Linked DNA regions of Danio rerio: region 1 is linked to region 2. The links are chromatin contacts, called in public HiChIP or PLAC-seq maps. All regions are on one chromosome and are shown on one strand. Each heading gives the region's core, a stretch centred on a gene start, on an enhancer-like site or on the middle of the called end of the contact. The rest is flanking DNA. Distances are from core to core; before and after follow the strand shown. Region 1 holds the start of mbtps1 (membrane-bound transcription factor peptidase, site 1). Region 2 holds the start of si:dkey-12e7.4.

Region 1 (6,469 bases), core at 996-3,495, 510 kb before region 2:
AATGAGAGACTAGCACGATGGATTTATTATGCCACAGTCGATTAGAATAATACGTTTTTATTTGGCCGGTCTTCTGATTTTGGGAAAGAAGCAGCACTGTTTTATTATACTAAATACAGTTTAGTACAGTTTACTGTAATAATGCTTCTCTGTGCAATATAATAAAATGCACAAAGCGTTTTGTTTTCTTTTTTTTTTTTATAACACCAAACCAGAAATCGAGGATGTAAGAAGTCATTAGCATGGCGACACGACTCTGCCAATGTCTCTTGTTAATATTGTTTATTTTTATTACTTAAACTCACTGGCCACTTTATTAGGTACACCTGTCCAACTGCTCGTTAATGCAAATTTTTTAATCACCCAATCACATGGCAGCAACTCAGTGCATTTAGGCATGTAGACATGGTCAAGACGATCTGCTGCAGTTCAAAGCGAGCATCAGAATGAGGAAGAAAGGTGATTTAAGTGACTTTGAACGTGGCTTGGTTGTTGGTGCTAGATGGGCTGGTCTGAATATTTTGGAAACTGCTGATCTACTGGGATTTTCAGGCACAACCATTCTGTTGGGTTTACAGAGAATGGTGCAAAAAATTTGTGGGCACAAATGCCTTGTTGATGCCAGAGGTCAGAGGAGAATGGCCAGACTGGTTTGAGCTGATAGAAAGGCAACAGTAACTGAAATAACCACTCGTTACAACTGAGTTATGCAGAAGAGCACAACATGTCTAACTTTCAGGCGGGTGGGCTACAACAGCAGAAGACCACAATGGGTGCTACTCCTGTCGGCTAAGAACAGGAAACTGAGGCTACAATTTGCACAGGCTCTCCAAAATTGGACAACGGAACATTGGAAGAACGTTGCCTGGTCTGATGAGTCTCGATTTCTGCTGCGACATTCAGATGGTTGGGTCAGAATTTGTTATCAACAACATGAAAGCATGAATAGTTACATCCAAGATAATATTTGTAAATGTAAATGTTTCTTTCTTACAGTGTTTTTATAGTTGTATACGTAAATATACATCATACATGTGTAATTACAAAATGAATTAGTCATTACATTGCTATTATATTTATTATATTATCTTATATATTATGCAATGTATTGCATTGTAATTACACATGCATGATAATATTTATAAACTTAAATGTTTCTTTGTATATTTCATGTACAGCATTTGTTTAGACATAAACATAGGCAATACTTATGTAATTAATTTAAAAAATTGGTGGAATTACGTTGTCATTACATCCTTATTACTATGTAATAATATTGTTATAACTACTGTTATTACATTGTAATTGCTGTTAAAAAATATTTTTATAACAATGTAATAAATGTTATATCAATGTAATTACAATGTTATAACAATGTAATTGCTATTTATGCATCTATAATTACCATGTAATAACATTGTAGTTACATTGTTATAACATTTCTGTCATTACAATATAATTACTATGTTATAAAATGTTACTACGATGTTATTACATAGTAATTATACTGTAATGACATAAGAATTACAATGTTATAACATGTAATGGCAGTGTTATTACAATATTATTACTATATAATAACAATGTGTTTACACATTAAAAGAAAATGATCTGGCGGTATATAGAAAAAAAAATTAACTTAACATCATATATATAAACTGTTGTAGTTTTTGTATATTTTAATGAAAGAAATCATTTGCTGTACCTTTAAAACATGTATTTTGAATAGCACTAGTATCTAATAAAATAGAAATAATGTATTCTATTAAATGTATGTTAGTGTCAGCTAGTGTATGTTAGTACTAGTATAATCTATTGGAAATTAATAAGTACTATGCGATAAAAACTAGTAGTATCTTTATAATAAAGAATATGTTGCAATTTATATGTGTAATTAAAATTACAGTAGCTATATCTGCTTAATGACTCTATTCTTCAGCTCATATGTATGTGCTTTCAGTGATATTTTAAGTACCATACATATAGAACGTTTTTAATGCAAAACAATTATTACATAATTGCATTGCAAAAACAATGTTTACATAAATTGACAACATAAAACAAATCAAGCCGAACCAGTGCACCTTTAACCGTGCTTCTGAGTCTTGACATGAAGCCTTGTACCATAGGAATTGTTCTAACCAATCACGTGGAGGCATAAAAGTAAAAACGCTTTCTATTGGCTGTACGTCTATCCCTCCCTAGTCGAGACATGACGTAACGATCGATAATTGGCTTCTGCTTGTTGTGTTTAATACCAGTTTCTCACATTACAGTCTTACAGCTTACGCCATTAGCTTGTGAATAGTTGTAATATGTATTAAGACAAAGATACAAACAGATCTCAGACGACTTATTACTGGAATAATCATTTCCTGCACCGTCGTTGTACATTCCGCAGATAGTAAGTAGAATATGGGATTGGGATGATGTTGGGATATACTCATGCTTTGCTAAGCTAACGTTAGCTTGTAGCAGGATGTTGACGAGGCCACATGTTTGCCTTATTTGGCGATAAAAATATACATATTTAAAGCTTTTCTGTATACGAGAAGGTCGTTAATAATTAGCTTTGTTGCAAACGCAGCGTAAACGTTTGTTTTGTGCTGTCATGTTAGCTAGACTGCTACTGTTATTGTCATTAGTTTGTATGTGGTGTATTCTCTAAAATAAAACAACAAACTGTTTCATGTACTGATGACTGCAGAAACAAAACAGTCCATTCAAATAGATTCGTTCAAATAGAATAAGTTCTTCCAAATTTGCATCTAACATAGAAATGCTGTCCGTGTCAATACAAAGGCTTTGTTCAGTGCTGGGAGACGTCAACAAGAATATATAAATAAGAATAGAATGGTACAAATGTATACAACAAGTATAAACCCTAGTAACAACAAAAATGGAGAAAAGAACAATAGGTTATTACTTTGGATAGTTTTTAGTTATACAGTACTCAGCAAATATATATGTACACCCCTTACAAATCTCTTTTGAATTCATATTTTTAATAGGAAGCTATATAATATTATATTTGTGAATATACATTAGATTAGATTAGATTGGCACTGAAGCCAAATCTGGAGTTTATCTAACAAAATAACTTTTGATAACAGTCCAAAAACTTGTACACCCAAATTTATATGTTATAGAAAAGTATTAAATAAAAATAAAAAAGGAAAAATCAAGAGAAGCAAAAATAAGTAAATAATTAATTGAAAAATGTAGTTGAAATGTATTTATTTTTGCTATATTTTGCTTGGATTTAATTGTATTATCTTTTAATTTCTCAATATGTTCGGTGACTAAAATATTATTTTTGAATAATATCTGTTTAATAAATCTGTTTTGTTCAAATGCACCAAAATACATTGCCTATATTCACTGAGAAATGAATAAAAATAATCATTTTCAAAATGGTCTTTAATTAATTATGCTGAGCACTGTTGGTCAGTGTCTTAGCTTCTGTTTTTGTTGATAGCTGCCTTTAGACTGAAATGTGACGTTTAAGTTACCTTCTTACTAAAAAATGCATACATTTAGATTTACATTTACATTAAGTTATTCTTAATAGCATTTTTACTAAAAGGACATTATTTGTTCGTTCGTTCATTCATTCATTTTCCTTTGGCTTAGTCCCTTTATTCATCAGCCGTCATCAAAGCAGAATGAACAACCAACTTATCCAGCATATGTTTAACACAGCGTAAAAATACATTATTCTACCTAAAATCATCTTTTGAGGTCCACAGAAGTAAAGTTAAGCAATTAAACAGGTTGAGTAAATAAGTACAAATTTCGTACAAGAGTGAAGTATTGCTTTAGTGTGTTGCACTAACATCCTAGATTGTGTTTGTCTACAAATAACATTAAAGTAAATGTTGATTCTTTGATGATAACATTCACATCCTCGCAACTTTTGTGATGAAATTAAAGCAGTTACAGATCTTTTCTTCCCATTTTACATTTCTGGGGTCTCAAGCACAAAGATCTCTAAAGCGTAAACTACTTTTGTGAAAGTAAAGTATAAAATGTGTAAACTTTATTATTGATTTGTTTTTACTTTTCATTTGCTCAGACAGCAAATTAAAAGCTCTATAACATGCATTTAGAATATACTTTTATTGAGCAGATTACAAACATGCCACTATTTTTTTTATGTAAGCTACAATTAAACGTTTTGATGAAAGGGATCAAATTGGCACAAGTCCACAGTATTTCTCTCTTTACAAGTATTTAACAGCCTTGCATTGGTGACTTAACAGGATGTTAAAAAACCATATGGTATACATATTGGGCTCTTACTCCAGGATGTAAAACTTAATTACACAACAAATCAGTCCATCCGAGTTGAACCCACCTCATGTGGGACAGGCGTTCACAGCCTGGAGTCAGTGGGAAATTAAGTCTCTGGAAGCGTGCCTGTGGGTGGGGAACATGTTTTCAAGGAAATGACCCTTAAGTTGTCCTTAGGCTAACACTTGGTGGTTGATTTCAAACATCATTCCAGATTGCTTTAATGACTGCATCATTGGAGCTGCGTGATCCCCAACAGATTGTGATAATGCTCTTCTGTTTTTTTCTTATTTGATTGTCATGGATAATTCACATTTCACCGACAGGCAGCAACCAATATCGGCTATCACCAGATTATACTACAAAACATTTCAAGAGATGCTTAATTGTAGTAAACTAAACCGTTTTCTGCACAAATACAGAGCATTACTGGCAGTTACTTTTTTGTTTGTTTTATATTTTAAAGCTGCAACCTTTTATCTTTTTTTTTTTTTGAATGTTGTTCACTAAGGGTGTCACGATCTTCCAAATCCTCGATTCGATTCCATTTTCGATTCTGAAGGCACGATTCGATTCGATTTTCGATTATGAATAATTAATTAATTAATGACCAATTAATTATTTGTATCCTACCGTTTAAACTACCTGACCTGCATGGTCTGTTTTACCCATAAACAAATCATACAGTAAGATACACACATAATTACCACCTGTCAATCTCTTTTTCTGCCTGACTCGTGAATAGGCAGTGATCTGTGTTGTTATAATGGCGTAGGTAAAAAAAGAGGCACAACCAACAGGAACCAGCCAACAGTATCTGAGGTGTTCGCTAAAATGACTAAGTACAAGTGAGTGAAAGATTGAAGCAGTTCTCTGACTGCCTGAACCCGCTGTCTCAAGCTCATATGGCTGTGTCCGTCTGTGTCTGTGTGGTCACGTGATGTGCATTTTCAGAGGTAGAGAGGAAGGAGGGCTGCTCAGAAATGCCACACGCCACTGTGGATGTCAAATTGTTGTCGTTCTAAAATGCCATTTAAAAACAAAGACTGTGTAAACAGATCCTGAGTATGTACTTTTCGCGAGCGGATTTGCAACGGGGGCTGGCGGAGGATCGCGATGCCGGTGTTGTCTATCGGACGAACCGTACGTAATACGTACATAGCAGAGCTTGCAAAACTGTGTTTTTTTGTCGACAACACGAACGTTGTCAACATAACTCACTGGAAATCCAAAATGCTTACACACCGGCGACTTCATTGAAAGAGGAGAGGGTTTAAGTTCTCTCGACGGGTCTCCTGCTTCTGCAGTTTAACAAGCACTTCAACAAGCCTGTTTTTTTCCCGCTTGGCAAGCCAAGCTGACGTGACATGGGGGCGTGGCAGCATTGACGATTCTATTTTTTGATTCAATAATCAAAATTGAGCATAAATTTCGATCGATTTCCGACACCCCTACTGTTCACACACTGACAAAAAATGATTCAAACATGATTCCTTGAATTTACTTAATTTTTTTAAAGTATTGTAAACAATTTGTTAATTTGTTGTTAAATTTAAACAAATACATTGTTTGTAACAATTTTGCAGGCAACATTTTTTTTCAGTGCACCTGCAACCTTTAGCTTTTTTTTTTTTTTTTTTTTTTGAATACCATTCACACCTAACACAGAACATAGACATTTACACATTTATCTACACACCATTTTCAGTCGTGTCAGTTTGCTGTCTATTGTGCATGCACTTTAGTTTTTTCAATTATTTTCTTACCCCTAAACAAAAAACTTTTCTTTGAATATATCTGGACTTTTGCTAATTTTACCCTTAAGAAATATATTCATGTCACTATAAAAACATTAGGTTTACCATTTTTTTGCTGAACAGAATATTCATAATTTTTTTTTACATAGTCTCTTTATTAATGTGGGGTCGCCAAAGCGGAATGAACCGCCAACTTATCCAGCATATTTTTTATGCAGCTTATGCCCTTCCTGCTGCAACCAATCACTGGGAAACATCCACACTCATTCACACACATGCACTACGGACAATTTAGCTTACCCAATTCACCTATAGCGCATGTCTTTGGACTTGTGGGGTAAACCGGAACACCCGGAGGAAAACCACGCAAGCACTGGGAGAACATGCAAACTTCACACAGAAATGTCAACTGACTCAGC
Region 2 (6,751 bases), core at 3,831-6,330:
CTGATAAAAGAATGGCATGTCTTCAGTCTCAAACCAATGGCTGTTTTTGTGATAATACGATTCTTCTTTCTGGTTTTGACAGAAAAGAAATCTCCTGGTGTTCTTTGACATGGCTTACCAGGGATTTGCCAGTGGCGACATTGATCGTGACGCTTGGGCTGTGCGTTATTTCATTGAGCAGGGCCACAACATTCTACTGTCCCAGTCTTTTGCTAAGAACATGGGCCTGTATGGTGAGCATTAAATAAAAAAAATCATCACTAATCACATTATACTTTTTACATAACAATGACCCCCAACTATAAAAAATTAAAGAGCTGTACTACACTATTTTTATAATAGATTGTGGCTAGGATATACATTTTAGATCAAAAGTTTGAAAAGATTTTCTTTTTATGTTTTTGTCTCTCTCTAAATCAGGATATCTTCCTATAATAAAAGCGGTAATATTGTGGAATACTGTTACAAATGAAAATAACACTTAGTTTTTGCCTCATTTTAGTGTCATTGCACTAGTTTTTGGTTTCATGTGATAATATCTAATATGCTGATTTGCTGCTTAATATACATTCATATTTTACGGTTAAATATTTTTATGGACATACGATTATGTATTTTTTAGGACTCCAGTAAATTGATTGTTTGATTGCTTTTGTTGGAAATAGCGTCACTTTATTTTCAAACATAATGTGTTCTTGATTATTTAAAATTCTGAAAACTCTGACTGACCATAAACTTAAATCCAGATTACTTTTAGATTACTCAAGATCAATCTATTTTTTCCACATTTGTCATCTAAAATTCAGGTGCACTATCCACAAAAAAATTTACATGACATTTTACATAAACATTCTACAGAGACCCTGAAGGGACCTGATGGTCGGGGAAAAAACTGAGTGATAGGAAGATAAACATTTTTTAAGTTTTTGCATTATCTTGCAAATATGTTTTGTGAGGGAACGCAAAGATCTTTTGCATTCCCTCGCGAAACGGTTGTTTGACAAACACTTCCTTTTCACTTCATACATGTCAAACTTCCCATTTTCGCCGGGATTCTCCCGCATTTTACTATTCTAATCTGCTATCATCCAGTCGTTAAGTATTTTCCCATATTTCTCCCATGTTTTTAATCTTAAAAGCACATTGCGATCCGTATTATAAACTGATCCCAGATCAGCTTCTGTATACGCCATTTAAAGAGAAGCTAAAATGCAGGACGCTTTGGGATTCGGTATTGTGTTGAAGCAGACAAATCCACTTAATAATATGTAAACATGTCTGTCCTGCGTGTTTTATTTTAAACACAACTAATTTTGTCTTAAATGAGCATAAACAGTTACTAAAGTATAGAATGCTTTCATTGTAGATCTGTGCATTCTTACAGTGACGCCTCTGTTATCAAACTAAACAAAACAAGATAATTTGCTGCTCTTCACTTGTTTGATAACAGAGGTGTCACTTTAAATATCGTGTACAGAAGCTGATCTGGGATCAATTTATCATGCGGAGTGCGTCCGTCAGTCAGCGCTTAAACATGCATTCACTGGTGCATTATAATGGAAAGAAAGTAAATGCAGACATTTTTATATTAATTTCAACGTGCTTTCAAGTTAAAAAATATGGGATAAATATGGGAAAATAGAGAATTATAGGATGATCGCGGGATAGAATGGTAAAATAAGGGAGAACCCTGGGAAAAACTGGAGAGTTGACACGTATGAAGGGAACAGGAAGTGTTTTGCAACGGAATGCAAAAACTTTTAAAACGTATATATATTTTTTCCTATCGCTCAGCTTTTTTTTTCTCCCATCCACTTTTTTCACCCACCCATTTTTTCCCCATCATCACATCCCTTCCGGGTCTCTGTACCATTCCATATTATTAGTACTCAAATAATCAATAAATTATGAATGATATACTGCTATTGCATCAATTTATAATCATTCAGTGCTGTCATTTAATGGTGTCTCAGTCAAGTTTTTGTGTCCCGACATTCGATTTAGTTTGATACGGAGTGCCGATATACCACCTTACAATCACATACATACTTTTCTTAATGTTAGGTGCACTTTTAAGTACAATAAGTTCATTGAAATTAACTCATAATTGCAATATTCGTTGCATGCATTCAGTTACTACCCATTAAACAAGAAAAAATCCTACCAAATTAGACAAAATACTAGTTGAGAATATAGTATATTGAATTGCTCTGTACCTTTGTGTCTTGAGGTGAGCGTGTGGGAGGCTTCACAGTGGTTTGTAAGGATGCCGAAGAGGCCAAGCGTGTGGAATCTCAGCTGAAAATCCTCATTCGGCCCATCTACTCCAACCCACCCATGAATGGCGCTCGCATCGCCGCCACTATCCTCAACACACCTGAACTCTACAAAGAATGGTGAGGCCACAGATTAAACCCAGTCACCAAACACAGCCAATGAGTATCAAGCTGTACAGATATAACTGGTTTTATTTTCCCGGTAGGCTTCAGGAGGTAAAAGGCATGGCTGACCGCATCATTAGGATGAGAGAGATGCTCGTTTCCAACCTTAAAAAGGAGGGCTCCACTCACAACTGGCAACATGTCACTGACCAGATCGGGATGTTCTGCTTCACTGGGCTCAAACCGGAACAGGCAAGTCAAATGACAGTGCATTCTGGGAGTTTCTGATAAGGCTTCAGCTTTTCTCACCGACTTCTCTTCTTGTTGTCAGGTGGAGCGTCTGATTAATGAATTCTCTATATACATGACAAAAGATGGCCGGATTTCTGTGGCCGGAGTGACGTCTGCCAACGTGGAGTATCTTGCACATGCCATCCACGCCGTCACCAAGTGAAGCTAGCATCAAACGTAGTGATGATTTAATGTCTGTCAGGACCAGATAAGACATAGGATGAATGTAGACTTCCAGTTCACTTGATTTGGCATTATTAATGGTAATACATGACTGTGAATATGAGCCCTGCAATAAATTAAGACAGGATGCTTCCTTTCAAAATGATAAAAACAAGCTTTAAAGGATGTTGCTTATCATTGTTTCCTTTGTCGGAACTGATAAGAAGGTTTTTATGGTCTAAAAGTCTAACATGCTTTAAAAATCTTTTTGTTTTTCAGACAAATGACTCTAAATGAGAATAATAACTCAGTATGAAATAATAACAATAACCATTTTGAATGATTACCCATATACTCATGTAACTGAAAGGAGTGCACTGATTTCATGTTTTGATGATTGCATCATCTTTGAATGACTGTTGCCAGTCTCATGTTCATTTCACCTAGAACTTTAGCACTTCTTCTAAACATAGTTATTGTGAGTTTGCTACTAGTGGTGGAAGATTGTCCATAGTGTGTGCAATATATTTGTTCTCATGCAGCTTGTCAGATTTATTTTACTTTTCTGGCTAGAATTTTTCATGCATCACACACAGATAGTTTCATAAATTGATATAGGCATTTACATTCATTTTGTGTTTTGTTCTGGCCATTTAAAGGGTAGTTCACTCAAAATTTGTCACCCTCAAGACCTTCTAAATGGTTTGTTTTTTTCTACTGAACACAAACGAAGATCCTTTTCAGATTATGAGAAATTGGTACCCATTGACATCTAAAACATTCAATAGCTTCTGGTTTCAACATTCTTCTGAAAGTCTTGTTGGGTGTTAAAAATGATGACAATTACATTTTTTTTGAGTGAACTATTAATCTCATTCATCATGTGTTAAACATACTGCATGTGAACAAAATCAAATGAAGATTCATTTTAGAATTAAAACCTATTTGAAATTGTAACTGATATATCAGTGGTTAATGATGCTTTAAGAAAAGCTCTCACCTGTGTGAATCTTGATTACATAAACATGCACTTTGTGAGGATAAATAAAACAAAAGTGCTGACGAATATATTTGTATAATTGTGTATTGTGTTCCTGTGGTTAATTGTATTTCCCTCAAGATTTCTCCAAAATGATGAAGTGTCATGAGTGGTGCTCTATGAATCCTATTTAAATGAATAAAAGTGAGCTCAACAAAAACCTACATATTTTATTTTATTTTTTTATTTTGTATTTTTTTACATTCAATCAGTCATATTGTCGTATTTCATAAAACACTTTTTTTTGCTTGACCTGACAATACATGAACATCAGAACAATGTCCAAGGGATCATACACATATTTTATAAAGGTCAGTAATATAAAGTCATAAGAAAAACTATAATCACATACGTTTACAAATAACATATCATTAGACAGAAAGGGAAAATAATAATAATTATAGTATTAATAATAAAAACATAATAATAATATAATTACTAAATTAAATGAATGAAATTGCAATGGCACTTAAGTAACCATCAGGAAAGCAATTAAAATCGAGGATCTTTAATAAATCCATCTGTATATTATTTCAGGAATCTAAGGGTTTTTATTCTTAATAAGATGAAGTGATTTTAGGAGAGAGCTAAATTCTTTTCTAAAATAAGCAATGGATGGGTAATTATTTGCAAATTTCTGTTTGTGAATGAAAATGTTGCTACATATATAAATTAAAAAGTATAATGTGTTCTAGGGGTTTATCTTTTGGGTTATTATAATAAAAAAGCATGTCTTTTGACTAAAGCAATTCACAGCATTGGCAGACTCAAATATATGAGAACCTAGGGTGACCAATATTGCTTGAAAATTGGACAATCAAAAAACATACTAATGTCTCCTCTGCCTGTTTGTTGAATGAACAGGAGCTGTCGATGTCCAAAAATTTTGAAATACTAGAATTTACCCGATACATTTTATGTTTAATTTTAAAATGTATTACTTTGGCCTTGTTGGAAATGTAATGTTTCCCAGGTAAAAGCCAGGTTCTGTTCCAGTCTATATCCTCAAGCAGGGGCCTCCAGTAAAACTTTCCTCTGGAATAAATTTTCCTTTTCAACTGAAAAATTTGACGCACAAACCTATAGTTACATTTTTATCTAGCAGTCATAAAATCCTAAATAAATCAACAGACTGACGCATCGTGACGCAAAAGAGACGCCAGATTCGCGTCACGTGACTGTAGACGACAGCGCCATCAAGCGGTCACATTTATATAATCTCGTTTACGGCATTAAAACTTAACTCGTGTTCTCGAATAAAGTGTCAAAATGATTAATGCGTTTCAAAACTGCTCAAACTTAATGATCACCGGTGCCAGTCGAGGCCTCGGGCTGCAGATAGTTGAAAGTCTGGTAACGGGAGGCTTCTCTCCCGGGAAGATTATCGCCACTGCGCGGAATCCAAATGGAGCCAAGGTAAAGCTCAGAGCAGACAGTGTAGTATTTACATTAGGTCTGTTGTACAAATAGTACAAAAGCCCCAGATCCTTTACAGTCATCTAAGCTAAAGGAGAGTGTGCACAAGCGTAGCAGATATATGTACGATCAATATATCTAATTTCGTCATACAGTCGTCATATGAGTGCTAAAAGTACTTTATTTTACATTCCTGTTACATGTGTCAATATCTTGCTGCATTACTTAAAATAACTGGATAATAACAGAAATCCTGGTGGCAATACTGTACAGGCAATACAAAATTAGTACCCGTGGCTCCTGATAATAATCAAGGTCTGTGGGTGGCGACTGATCTGTCCAAAAAAAGGGTTTGGCCTTTTTTAAATATCATCTAATTATTTAGGAAAAAATATAACTATTTTTAATAATTTAATAGAAGGCCTATAAAAAGCATGTGTACTAATTATAGAATAGAAATGACTACTTAAAAAATGTTTAAAATAACTCCTTGCTTTATAGGAACTACAAAGGTTGGCGGAAGAGTACCAAAACATACACATTATTAAACTGGGTAAGTACAATACATACTTTTTATAGTCACCAACTGTAGTTCCAGGCTGGGTTTGCTTCATGACCTAGATTTTGTATTGGGCGTTAGGTGGCGCCCTAACACAACACATACACTCACACTTACTCAATTCTTCAGTCATTGACTTACACAAAATGTTTCAGTGAATGAATCTTTTAATATCACCATGCAATACCATGAAATTGACCGTTTTATAAACTCATAAAAGCAGCAGTTAAGTCTTCAGCTTGATTTGTTGGAAAGGGTTGGAATTTATGAACGGCTTGGTGGATGATGATATTCTACCACCTGCATATTATTATTTTGCTTTCTATTTTTTCATCATAATTTTTTTTGTCAGTATACATTTATGTATTATCTTGATTTTTTTGTTATTTTAGTAGATAATGTTATTATATTATAACTGTATTATATAATTATAAGTATTAATAACAACAGTTTCAGTTGTATGGTTTTAAGTATAGTATAAGTATATCAAACCTGATGGTGATGGATTCTGTCACAATCATCAGCGATCTAATCATTTCAGATCGCAGGTAAAATCACAGATCACATACAACTTCAAATCGGCCAGTATTCGGACTACAAGATCCAGTCACACGCACACACACCTGCTCCAAGACTCCATTGATTAGACTCACAGCTGAAGCTGCTCATAGACTGATTCTACCTTTGCTTTGTTTGTTTAAGTTGCTTGCTTCCTGCTGTAATGATCATTCACCTGCTTATTGACCACGACTCTGGATTGGCTGTATAGATGTTTGCTCCTGATTGGGACCATTGCTTGACTGACCATCCTGCTAATAAACCTGCGTTTAGATCTGCACTCCTATGTCCAGCATCCTAATCACATTACAGACCCCATGACCTAAGAGAGAGATTTTTTCAACA

What was found. HiChIP or PLAC-seq counts read pairs in DNA pulled down with a chosen protein or histone mark.
Region 1: an H3K4me3 HiChIP or PLAC-seq map of embryo shows a contact between it and region 2, with 6 times the contacts expected there. The contact joins the promoter of mbtps1 here to the promoter of si:dkey-12e7.4 in region 2. A contact is called at or near these places in 1 of 18 Hi-C or Micro-C datasets (hematopoietic stem cells) and 1 of 4 datasets of contacts at active chromatin or transcription factors (embryo).

What each region holds. Positions count from the first base shown.
Region 1 is chr18:23,070,555-23,077,023 of GRCz12tu, reverse strand. It overlaps mbtps1 (membrane-bound transcription factor peptidase, site 1), which reads left to right and starts at 2,245. Exons shown (of 23, transcript NM_199213.2): 1 at 2,245-2,404.
Region 2 is chr18:22,565,230-22,571,980 of GRCz12tu, reverse strand. si:dkey-12e7.4 reads left to right here and starts at 5,080. Exons shown (of 6, transcript NM_001144042.1): 1 at 5,080-5,289; 2 at 5,791-5,842. The coding sequence starts at 5,143. got2a (glutamic-oxaloacetic transaminase 2a, mitochondrial) reads left to right here. Exons shown (of 10, transcript NM_213379.1): 7 at 83-233; 8 at 2,231-2,396; 9 at 2,483-2,633; 10 at 2,713-3,900. The coding sequence ends at 2,835.